Regions from separate parts of the Gossypium hirsutum genome. Here all the other regions are linked to region 1. The links are chromatin contacts, called in public Hi-C maps. All regions are on one chromosome and are shown on one strand. The core of a region is the stretch at or near the end of the contact, and the rest is flanking DNA. Distances in the headings are between cores, read along the strand shown. Region 1 holds the start of LOC107886349 (TIMELESS-interacting protein). Region 2 holds the start of LOC107886339. Region 3 holds the start of LOC107887465 (phytosulfokine receptor 1). Region 4 holds the start of LOC107886342 (ADP-ribosylation factor GTPase-activating protein AGD2).

The links. A called contact is a pair of places that touch in the nucleus more often than the background predicts.
Region 2: a contact with region 1 is called in a Hi-C map of leaf, with 2.0 times the contacts expected there. The contact joins the promoter of LOC107886339 here to the promoter of LOC107886349 in region 1. A contact is called at or near these places in 3 of 34 Hi-C or Micro-C datasets (callus and leaf).
Region 3: a contact with region 1 is called in a Hi-C map of leaf, with 4 times the contacts expected there. The contact joins the promoter of LOC107887465 here to the promoter of LOC107886349 in region 1. A contact is called at or near these places in 19 of 34 Hi-C or Micro-C datasets (anther, callus, fibers and 4 more).
Region 4: a contact with region 1 is called in a Hi-C map of leaf, with 2.1 times the contacts expected there. The contact joins the promoter of LOC107886342 here to the promoter of LOC107886349 in region 1. A contact is called at or near these places in 3 of 34 Hi-C or Micro-C datasets (all in leaf).

The regions. Positions count from the first base shown.
Region 1 is chrA03:72,969,515-72,972,075 of Gossypium_hirsutum_v2.1, reverse strand. LOC107886349 (TIMELESS-interacting protein) reads right to left here and starts at 1,281. Exons shown (of 5, transcript XM_016810270.2): 1 at 642-1,281; 2 at 416-538. The coding sequence starts at 1,043. It overlaps LOC107886351 (a long non-coding RNA gene), which reads left to right and starts at 1,225. Exons shown (of 2, transcript XR_001680735.2): 1 at 1,225-1,710; 2 at 1,893-2,561.
Region 2 is chrA03:73,396,086-73,398,646 of Gossypium_hirsutum_v2.1, reverse strand. LOC107886339 reads right to left here and starts at 1,277. Exons shown (of 2, transcript XM_016810247.2): 1 at 1-1,277. The coding sequence starts at 1,144. The coding sequence ends at 224.
Region 3 is chrA03:72,574,352-72,576,912 of Gossypium_hirsutum_v2.1, reverse strand. LOC107887465 (phytosulfokine receptor 1) reads left to right here and starts at 1,293. Exons shown (of 1, transcript XM_016811728.2): 1 at 1,293-2,561. The coding sequence starts at 1,681.
Region 4 is chrA03:73,276,763-73,279,323 of Gossypium_hirsutum_v2.1, reverse strand. It overlaps LOC107886342 (ADP-ribosylation factor GTPase-activating protein AGD2), which reads right to left and starts at 1,296. Exons shown (of 18, transcript XM_016810255.2): 1 at 1,070-1,296; 2 at 640-716; 3 at 182-291. The coding sequence starts at 1,117.

The DNA of each region.
Region 1 (2,561 bases), core at 32-2,531:
ACAAACGAATTATGCTTATGTATACCCAGAATTTACTCAGCTGTCCATATCATGAAGATGCTAAAGCAAATTCACCGGCACGTAAAGGGATTTAAATTTACTGTCATCAAAGCTGCCTGTATTTTAGGGAAACAAAGAACATCTATGGAGTCCAGATCAACACGAACAATCTCAAACAAAGCTAAATAGCTAATACAATACGTGAAATTCAATGGTTAAACATTAAACCTCGTCTCGTTATGTACATTTAAATTTTAGAGTCTCAAAAGATAATATCAGAATAACCCAAAGCTACGAGTAAGAGGTAGTCAATCGCGTAATGTCTTGCAGGCTACTCCCCTGAAACAAAAACTACTTTACCCTAAATTCAGTAAAAAGTCATTGAACACTGCAAATTAAGGGTTGAATGAGTTACCTTAACACGTTTGGAAGAAGCAACTTTATCCACTTTATGTACAAACTGATCAAAGGAGTAATAAGGGAGCAAATACTTGTGCCACTCTCTGTACAACCCAATTAAGTTTCTCAAATCACTGGCCTAAAAGCAAAAAACTTTAAAGCTTAATTAAATCACCCAAAAAAAGGTAAAAGAAGAACAATCATATGAAGTTAAGAGAAAGAAGATAAATCTAGTAATCTACCTCGTGACTGCGACCGCGGTCCCTAAAAGCCCGAGGGAAGTGGCGAAGGATGTAACCGATACCATCATCGGAGAGGAGAAGTTCAGGTGTGAGCTTGGGTCGGGTTCTGCTTTTGGATACTTTCTTGGGCTTTTCGGGTCTAGGGAGCTGATTGGGAGTATAGCTGAGGGCGGCGGAGGCGGCAGAGGAAGCGTTGAGATTGGGTTGATCGGGGCAGTCACGAGCCCAGTGACCGGGTCTTCCGCACTTGTAGCAGCCTTTTCCGACGGGATTTGGGATACCGGATCCGGGTTTTCCGGGATTGGGATGATCGGATTTGAGGGCCTCGGGGCAGTCATGGGACCAGTGGCCTGTCTTTCCGCATTTGTAGCAACCCGTCGGCGCTGATTTTGGATTCTCCATTTCGCACTTCTCTCAGGTGTTTAGGTTCTTCTCTTACTACGTTTACTATTTATTTGCTCCTTTTGTATATGGCGGAAGATATTGGAGGGAAAAAAATATTAGCATTTTTTATTTCGGCCCAAATCCACCAGTTTCTAATAAACTTATCTTTAAATTCGGTCCTCTTTTTTTTCTAATATCTAAGAGATAAGTTAGTAAGAAAAAGGTTTTCCCTACAATATCTCCCGCCACATACAAAAAGAGCAAATAAATAGTGATCGCCCATTTTTCTCTGTTTGTCTCAAGATTTCGTCGAAACTTGTGGGTTTCTGTCGAAATTTCTTGTTTGATCTATGGTTCTTGAAGCCGAAGTGCGAGAAAAGGTCCTTCTCGGCGCTGTCTCGATTCAACTCTTGTTCGCTGGTTTTTCTCCGTTTTATCTCGGGATTTTGTCGGAGCGTTTGGGTTCCCTCCGGAAATTCTTTTTTCTGTGTTTGCTCGCTGCTAGTTGCTTCCTTTCAGCTGGGGTTTTCAGGCTGCTGGTGTTTCTTTCTTTTCATTGCTGGTGGGGTTCTGAGAGTTGGGTCTCACTGGATTCTTCGATTGGCTCGGTTTGGGAGCTTTTTTGGTTGTTTCTGTTGTGAGGGGTCTTCTCTTCAGTGAGCTCCTTTTTCAGCTTTTCTGTCAGGTTCAAGTCTTCCCTTGGATCCACTTTTATTGTTGCTCTTTCTTTTTCTATGATTTGATTTTGGTTTGGTTATTTCACTTCTTCATTGAAAGATGACTCAGGGTTGATGGATTGTTGCTTTATGATTGGTTTTCTTTGCATTATTGTTTGCTTATTATGAATATTGTGGCTTGGAACTGTAGAGGTTTAGGCCAACAACACTCTGTTAGGGCTTTAAGGGATGTTTATCAAAAACATAATCCCGACATTATATTTCTTAGTGAGACTAAACAGAGGGGCTCAAAACTGGAAAAACTCAGGAACAGATTGGGCTATGTTTACTCAAAGTATGTTGATCCAACGGGGACTGCAGGAGGTCTCTCTTTGTGGTGGCGATAAAATGTGAATCTGCATGTCTATGTAGCTACTAAGAATTTCTTTGATACAACTGTTGAAACGGAAAAAGGTTCCTTTGTGTACGGACATCCCTATGTTAAGGGTAAATTGGAAGTTTGGGAAGCTATTAAAAAGCTTAATCACTGGTGCAATAAAGCATGGTGCTGTATAGGAGATTTTAACGACGTACGTTTTAACTATGAAAAGCAAGGAGGTAATCCGATTGATGTGTCAAGAGCTTGGGAGTTTAATAAATTTATCTCTGGATGTAATTTGTTTGATCTACCGGTTCAGGGAGGGGAGTTTACTTGGGCCAACAATAGGGACAATAAAGGATTCGTCAGAGAAAATCGACAGAATCCTATGTAATGCTCGATGGTGTAATTGGTTCCCGAACTGTTTAGCATCTTCTGACATTGCTATTGGGTCTGATCATAAGCCTCTCTTTCTTTGCCTTGAGAAGAGGGATAAACAAA
Region 2 (2,561 bases), core at 28-2,527, 430 kb before region 1:
CTGCCAATTCCCTATCCTAAAATTCATTAGTCAAATCCCCGTTAGCAAGGCCACTGAATCGGGAGCCTACCTTCTCCTTCTCCTGAATTTCGGTTAATTTCTACGGATTATCCCTTACTTTGCGCCTTGATTTCCTTTCTACAATCATCCACGGCCCATAGTTGCCATCTTTCTTTTCTGATCCTTCAACGTTCGATTTTTGAAATTCTGGTACTATCTCATGCTAGTCCATGTTTACCACCACCGTAGATTCTGGAATTTTGAAGTTACACATGTTTTCCACATGTCCATACCTTCCACAATGAAAATAGATAGTAGAAAGGGACTCATATTCTACCATTTGTGTTCGGCCATTTACCAAGATTTGAGACACCAACGGCTTTTCTAAGTTGACGTATACCGCCATTCTAGCGAACAACCCCCTCGTCCTGCTATCAGTATTCATATCTAACTTGACCACTTTGCCCACCAATTCTCCAATTTCAGTAATGATTTTACGGTTATATAAATAACTAGGAAGAGCAGGGAGTCTAATCCATGCCACTACTACACTTGGGTAAGCCTGTGTAGAGTCAAAAGCCCTCGTCCAAGGCTGAACAGTCAAATATTGGCCGAAAATAGTCCACGATCCTTCAGAGAGAGCCTTATCACAATCCAATTTGTTATGGAATTTGACTAGAAAATAGTCGTTTTCAATGTCCATCATGTGAATAGGGCCTGAAGGTCTCCATATGCTGTAAATTTTGTTCTGCAAAATCAAAAAACCAATGTTACGACCTAGGAGTTTTAAGATCACATTATTATTCATACCCTGAATAAGGATTTGATGAATTTGGTCCGAAAAAGTAATTGAAGGCATGCCATTCACAACGGATTTCTGAATGTCCCCTTCCAAAAAATCAATAACTTCCTTCCCATCCACATTGGAATCACCCTTTGAAGATTGGCTGACGAGCATGTCTCTCCAAGAAGTAGGTTGATCTAGAGGCAACTCGATCAGCATGTCATTACTCGTTGCTTTCTCCTTGTCTCTGAATCTAACTTTCTTAGGGATCATCTCCTCCACAGTGGATAGTCCAGGATCAACATTTTCACAGAGAGAATTCGACATTTTTTTCTTTAAAAAAAATAGGTTTTTGATCATTTCTCAACTGAGTGACCAAGTTTATAAGTAACATTAACTCAATCAAAAGCTTTATTATAATGAAAAACAATGAGTAAAAATATTAAACTTTATAAGATAAATTTATAAAGTGATATTTTTTAAGGTGAGTAAAAAATTAAAAAATTATATTAAAAAATGATATCTCCAATATTTGAATTCTTTTTATAGAATTAAAAAAATTATTGATAATGTATGAAATGCTAAATTTCAATAATAAATACATTAAAATATCAAATAATTATGACTTATTTTCCATTATTTTTTGTTTTTATTATATTTAAATAATATTTTTGTTGTATTAATTTTTTATGTTTTAATGCATTATTTGGGTGTAAGTTAAAAGGTTAAAATATATTAGTAATTGCATCATACATGTATGCATGTGGAAATAATATATTTATAATATATGTGTGGTTAAAAAATAGCATTTAATAAATAATTAAACATATGGTTTGAAATTAATAATTACATATGAAATTAAAATAAAACAAGTTAATCTAAATTGTGAGTAAATATAAATTTAAATATGTAAATACATTAGTGTAAGAATATTAAATACATTTCAATTGCTTTCCATCTTGTATTGTCAATTGCTATGACATGCTGAAATGTTATCAGGTTAGAAAGCTTTATTTAACGTGTTTTCAAAATGTTATTATATTATCACGTGGGTCAAAGAAAAATTCAATATTAAAAATATTGTTGTAAATTATTTATTTAACAATTGAATCATAAGAAAAATATGGTAACTTGCTTATAAAAAAAACTTTTATTAAACATACTTTCATAAAAATGATAAAGTTAAAATTTTAATATGTTTGATAGAAATGTTATCTCTTTTTTTTAATATAAATTTTATATAAAGCAATGAAAATACAAAACATTTTATAATAATATTTATTAATTTTAAACGATTAATTTTTTTAGTATTTTTCATAATTGAGTTGATTTCTAGTTAACTCTAACACCAACTCTTTTACATACTTAAATAATAGCATAAATTTTGATGCAATAAAAGCATAATCAAATTTTTTTATTTTTAGTTTTTTATTTAATGCATTTTCACTTAATTCAATAAATATTAACATAGTAGTTTTTTAGTAAAATAGTCGTTTAAATATAATTAAAAATTAAAACTTTATTTGAGTTAATGTTAAAAGTAGTGCTTTAAAAATTAAACCAGTTGGTCGAATTGATTAGTCTGGGAATTAGTCGATACAACGATTCAAAACAAGGAAAAAACCAATTGACTCTTGAACTAGATCGGATTGGTTGACCGGCAGTTGAACCAGTTTTTATGATTTTATTATTTTCATTTTAAAATTTTTATAATATTTTAATAATTTATTTAATTTTAACCAGACATACCAATCAAATGAAGAATCGATAACCTAAT
Region 3 (2,561 bases), core at 44-2,543, 400 kb after region 1:
CTGCACATAGACGCCACTATTAAACAATTAACTCACGCCTGCGACTTGGACCTGTTGCCAAATCAAACTCCACTATCAATTTCTAAAAGGAAACCGCAGGCAGGCTCCAACAATCAAAATCAAACTCGAAAATAAACAAAGCTTTATTTTTAATGTAACTTTTTAGTTAATGAAAATTAAAATTTTTTTATTTTTATTTGTTTTATTTATGTATTTTTTAAATATTTTTAATTTTGAAACTTTTATGTATTTTTAATTAAAATTTTATGATTTTCTAAAATTAGGATTGAATTGATATAATGTGTAAACATTGTGGGTTAATTTTATTAAATTTTTAGAATTAGGAACAAATTGATAGAAAATATTAAAAGCTAACTTTGTTATTATGTCTAGCCATATTAATATTTCATGTGTTGGCCAAAGATATTTTAACGTGGAGAGATTAAAAATTACAATTAATCTAACTAAAGTGACTAAATTAACAACAACGAAATTGTGACCAAAACAAGAATGCATTAAAACTTGGGAAATTATCTAAATAGTATAATCTTTAATTTTTATATAAATTTTTAATAATTATATTTTTAAGCTAACTATACAATTGTTCCCAAATTATATCACATTTCTCATTAGGCACCTAAAATTTTATTGGAGGTAAAAATAATACATAAAATATAAATTCCATCTTATTTTACCATAAAAAGTGTACAACATTTAATAAAAATATATCATGTGTTACATTTTTATTAAATAATATTATGTTTTAGAGTAAAATAAGATGAAGTTGATAGTTTAAATGTAATTTATGAGGAAAAGACCTACAATTGAAATAACTTAACAATTTTTCATTTAAGCATATTTTTTACATGGAAATTTTCTCATCCTATATATTGTTTTCTTGGGAGGCATTTAGGCTATTTCCCTAATAAATGTCATTAGTGATTACCAAACTTTGCTGCCCTTTAATTAGGCTGCTTTAGGTTTAATTTTGTTCTTATCCTAATTTGTCAGAGTATAAGGGAAATTTTTTCAATAATATTTTTTTTTGTATTGTACAAGTAAAATATTAATATTCACACATATAATAGGGATATATCCACATTAAACATCAAAGAGAATTCATTATTTCCCTTTAGTTTTTTTTATTTAAATTTTGAATCATAAAAATATAGCTGATTAATTTAGAAATTCAAAAAGTCAGACTAAATTGTAATAAAAAAATAAGTAGTCAAATGGCATATGGAAAGCACACATCTGTGAGCTGACCGGCCATCGCCAGTGATACCAACAGTTTACCGGTTAACCCATCGGATAGTTGTGTGCTTTCCATATGCCAACGGCTTTAATGGCGCAAAGCAACCTCTAAAGTCTAAATAAATAAAAAAATCCCCCAATATGAGAATAGAGAAGCAAAACCAAAGGCAAAGCACCTCTCAATTTCACTCATTTGACAATTGAAATCTGTGGTATGGCCAAATCCGTGTTGAAGTCAAAGCCACCATTTTGCTCTTCCTTTCCCTTTCCCTTTCCCTTTCCCTTCATCTCATCTCTTCTGTTTTGAGCTTTCACCCTCTCTCGACCCCCAAATCTCACAAGCCACATCGGAAAAATTCTTCTTTGGTTAAAGGGGTTTGCTTGTTTCTCGTCCTCAGCATACAAAGCTGCTCTCTTATTGTTGATATGGGGGCTCAAGGCTGCTGGGCTATGGTTATTATTCTTGGGTTGTTGTTGCAACCTCAGTTTCTCAGCTCTCAAAACCTGACATGCAATCAAAAGGACTGGACTGCTCTCCGGTATTTCATGGGCAATTTGACAAAAACACTTGAAGGTTGGACGACAAATTCCTCTGCTGATTGTTGTGACTGGGAAGGCATAACCTGTGATCCTCCATCTGCTGGTAGAGTAATCAAGTTGGAACTGCCCAATAAAAGGTTATCAGGCAAATTATCTGATTCTTTGTATGGTTTGGATCAGCTTAAAACTCTCAATCTTTCCCACAATTTCCTTAAAGATTCATTGCCACTTTCTTTGTTTCATATGCCGAATTTAGAGCAACTTGACTTGAGCTATAATGACTTCTCTGGACTAATCCCAGAAAGCATCAATCTGCCTTCAATTCGAAGTCTTAACATCTCTGCCAATTCCTTGAAGGGTTCCCTTCCTTCCCATATATGTGTTAACTCCACTGGAATTGGGTTCCTTAGTTTGGCAGTGAACTATTTCTCTGGTAATATTTCACCAGGGCTTGGAAAATGTTCTTCCTTGGAGGAACTGTATCTTGGCACAAATCAACTCACTGGTGTGGTGACTGAAGACATCTTTGAGCTTCAAAATTTGAGACGTCTGGGGCTTCAAGATAACAACTTGGGTGGGAAACTTAGTCCTGGTATTGCTAATCTCTCTAATCTTGTTCGTTTAGATATTTCTTCAAATAATTTTTCTGGAGAGATCCCGGATGTGTTTAGTGAGCTAAAGAGATTTCAGTATCTTATAGCAAATTCAAATAACTTTAGTGGTGGAATTCCCAGTTCACTGTCCAATTCTCCAACCGTTAGTTTGCT
Region 4 (2,561 bases), core at 47-2,546, 310 kb before region 1:
ACAGTCAGAAACGCATATGCGCACGGAGTTAAATGCACATCTGTTATATGTTTCATCCCCAGTAATTGACAAAGCTTGCAAGTTGCAACACGAGAACCAAAACTTTAAACCTAATCAAAATTGTTAACAATAACTAGTAAGACGGGTTTTGTAGTTAAAAGAGGTCTAAATAAGACGACACCTTGGAAACCTCCTATAGATAAACTATAAGGTTCATCCTTCGCACCACCAAATGCTTCTAAAGAATCAGCAAAGCTATTGTCTCCATTATATGCCTCTCCAAGGGCTGCCCTGCAAAAGGAATAGAGATGGAGCAAAATAAATAAACATGTATATATGGAGAAAAAGAGAGGGAGAGAGAGATTCAGAGTGAGATGTATCTTCAATAATTCTTTTTGTATTTTACAACTCAAGTCACTAAAGAGAGCACTTGTTCTCTTCCTTCTTTTATTGGGTCTTGGGAAATTAACTTAATCATATCCTATTCATTATTGCAGTGGAATTATGTCATAGCAGGGGAGAGAGGACAAATTCAAAGTCATATGACAGATGTTCGGGGAACAAGGCAAAAGAATTGAATCCAGCATTTACGGTATGAGTAAAAAGAATTAGCGAATTTAGAAATAGAAAGATACATACATAAACCTTTTGCTTCCTTTATACAGTATTTGACAGCGATTTTTCAAATCGTCAGCCATGTGCTCCAAAGACCATATCTGTTCCATCAACGAAAAAGATTAGAATCAGTTTTTCGTCAATTAAGGAAAAATAGTTATAACCGAAAAGAAATATAAAAATAAGCCATTACTTTAACCAATACCAATTATTTTTGGAAATAAGATTCAAGCGAATTTTGATTCTTCACTGTTCGGTAAAAAAGAAAAGAAAATAGAAAATTTTATATTCAAATGAAACGGTAACCATTGTTCACAATTCGATTCAAAAAGGGAAAAAAAAACTTTTCAGTTATTCATTGGCTAAGCAATCAAACGAAATTATAAAAAAATAAAACCTTAATTCTGAAAACACAAATGTAGAATAGGCAAAATGTGGAGAACTTCGGAGTTACCTGCTTTTGAAACATAGGTGAATCTTCAAGCTTGAGAAAGGCCGACATTGCTAATTTGCTTTTTTTTTTTCTTCTTCTTTATCTTTCAAAATTCAATCTCAAAAGATCGCAGGGTCTGTGTCTCGGATCCAAAATGAAAGTAATAGAGACCGTGCCAGATGAAGCTGATTTATTTGTTTATTTAAAGAAAGATCTATTATTGGAAGCGCGCCACGAACTGAAAATCTACGCCAACTAACTAGGTTCGCGGGCGAGCCAGGGGCTTATATGGGCTCAGTGAGTTTGAGCCTTTAAAAAAAGGTAAATACAAAATGAGCCTATATTTGATTGAGTCTACGGCCCGTTGAATTACGAAGACCGTTGGAAACAGGGTGGTGTGTTATTAAGCAGTGCTTAATTAAATGTTAACTCCTGCTATTTGTCAAAGTTGTATATTTAATTTTTGTACTTTAATTTGATATTTTAGTTCATGTACTTTTTAGATTTTAAAATTTCAGTCCTCATCAAATGATAGAAATTATATTCATTAAGTTTTGTTATTTTCAAATTTTAATGGGGTAAACATATTACTCACTAAAAATTTAGTTAATGGATTAACAATAGCCATTTAACATCAAGACTGAAATTTTAACATTTGAAAAATATAGGACCTTAGAATGATTCAATTGGAGAATATAAACTAAATCTATAATTGTACATATATTACAAGACTAGTAATTGAATTTAACCAAGCAAATTTAACTACTTTTGTTTGGGATTGGACTAAATTTTTAAAATTCAAAAAGTATAAGGACTAAAATTGACAAATTTGAAAATTTTAAGGACTAAAATTAACCAAATTAAAGTATAATAATTAAATCCACAATTTCACAAAGTATAGATACTAATAGCATAACTTAATATTAGTTAAACATTTCACCCAAAAAAAAAGCTAAAAAAATTTAAATATTTAAACACAATTAGAGGTGAGCATGGGCCGGGCCGGGTTTGACTAAAAATTTAGACCCATTTTCTAAGCTCGGGACTAGCCCGGCCCAAAAAACGAGTCTAAAATTTTTTCCAAACCCGACCCGGATAAAAATGTTAAAACCCGAGCCCTACTCGGCCCGCCCATATTAATTTTTATATTATTTTTATATAATTTTAAAATATATATAATACATCAAAACTACTAAAAATATCAAAATAAATATCTCCCAACAAATTGAAAATAAATTTTAAAAAATATTTATACTTAAATAATACTAAGATAGATGCAACTTAATAAGCAAATGTCTCTAAAATAATAACAAAATTAACAAATGTCTTTAAAATAATAACAAAATTAACAATAAAATAAGTTTTATATAATATCCAAACAATAACAACAAAATAATAGCAACATAATAGTAAAATGGTAGTAAAATAAGAAGAAAATAACAAGAAAATAATATTAAAAAATGTAACACCCTCTAATCCTAAACTGTTACCAGAACAGGGTTACGGAGCATTA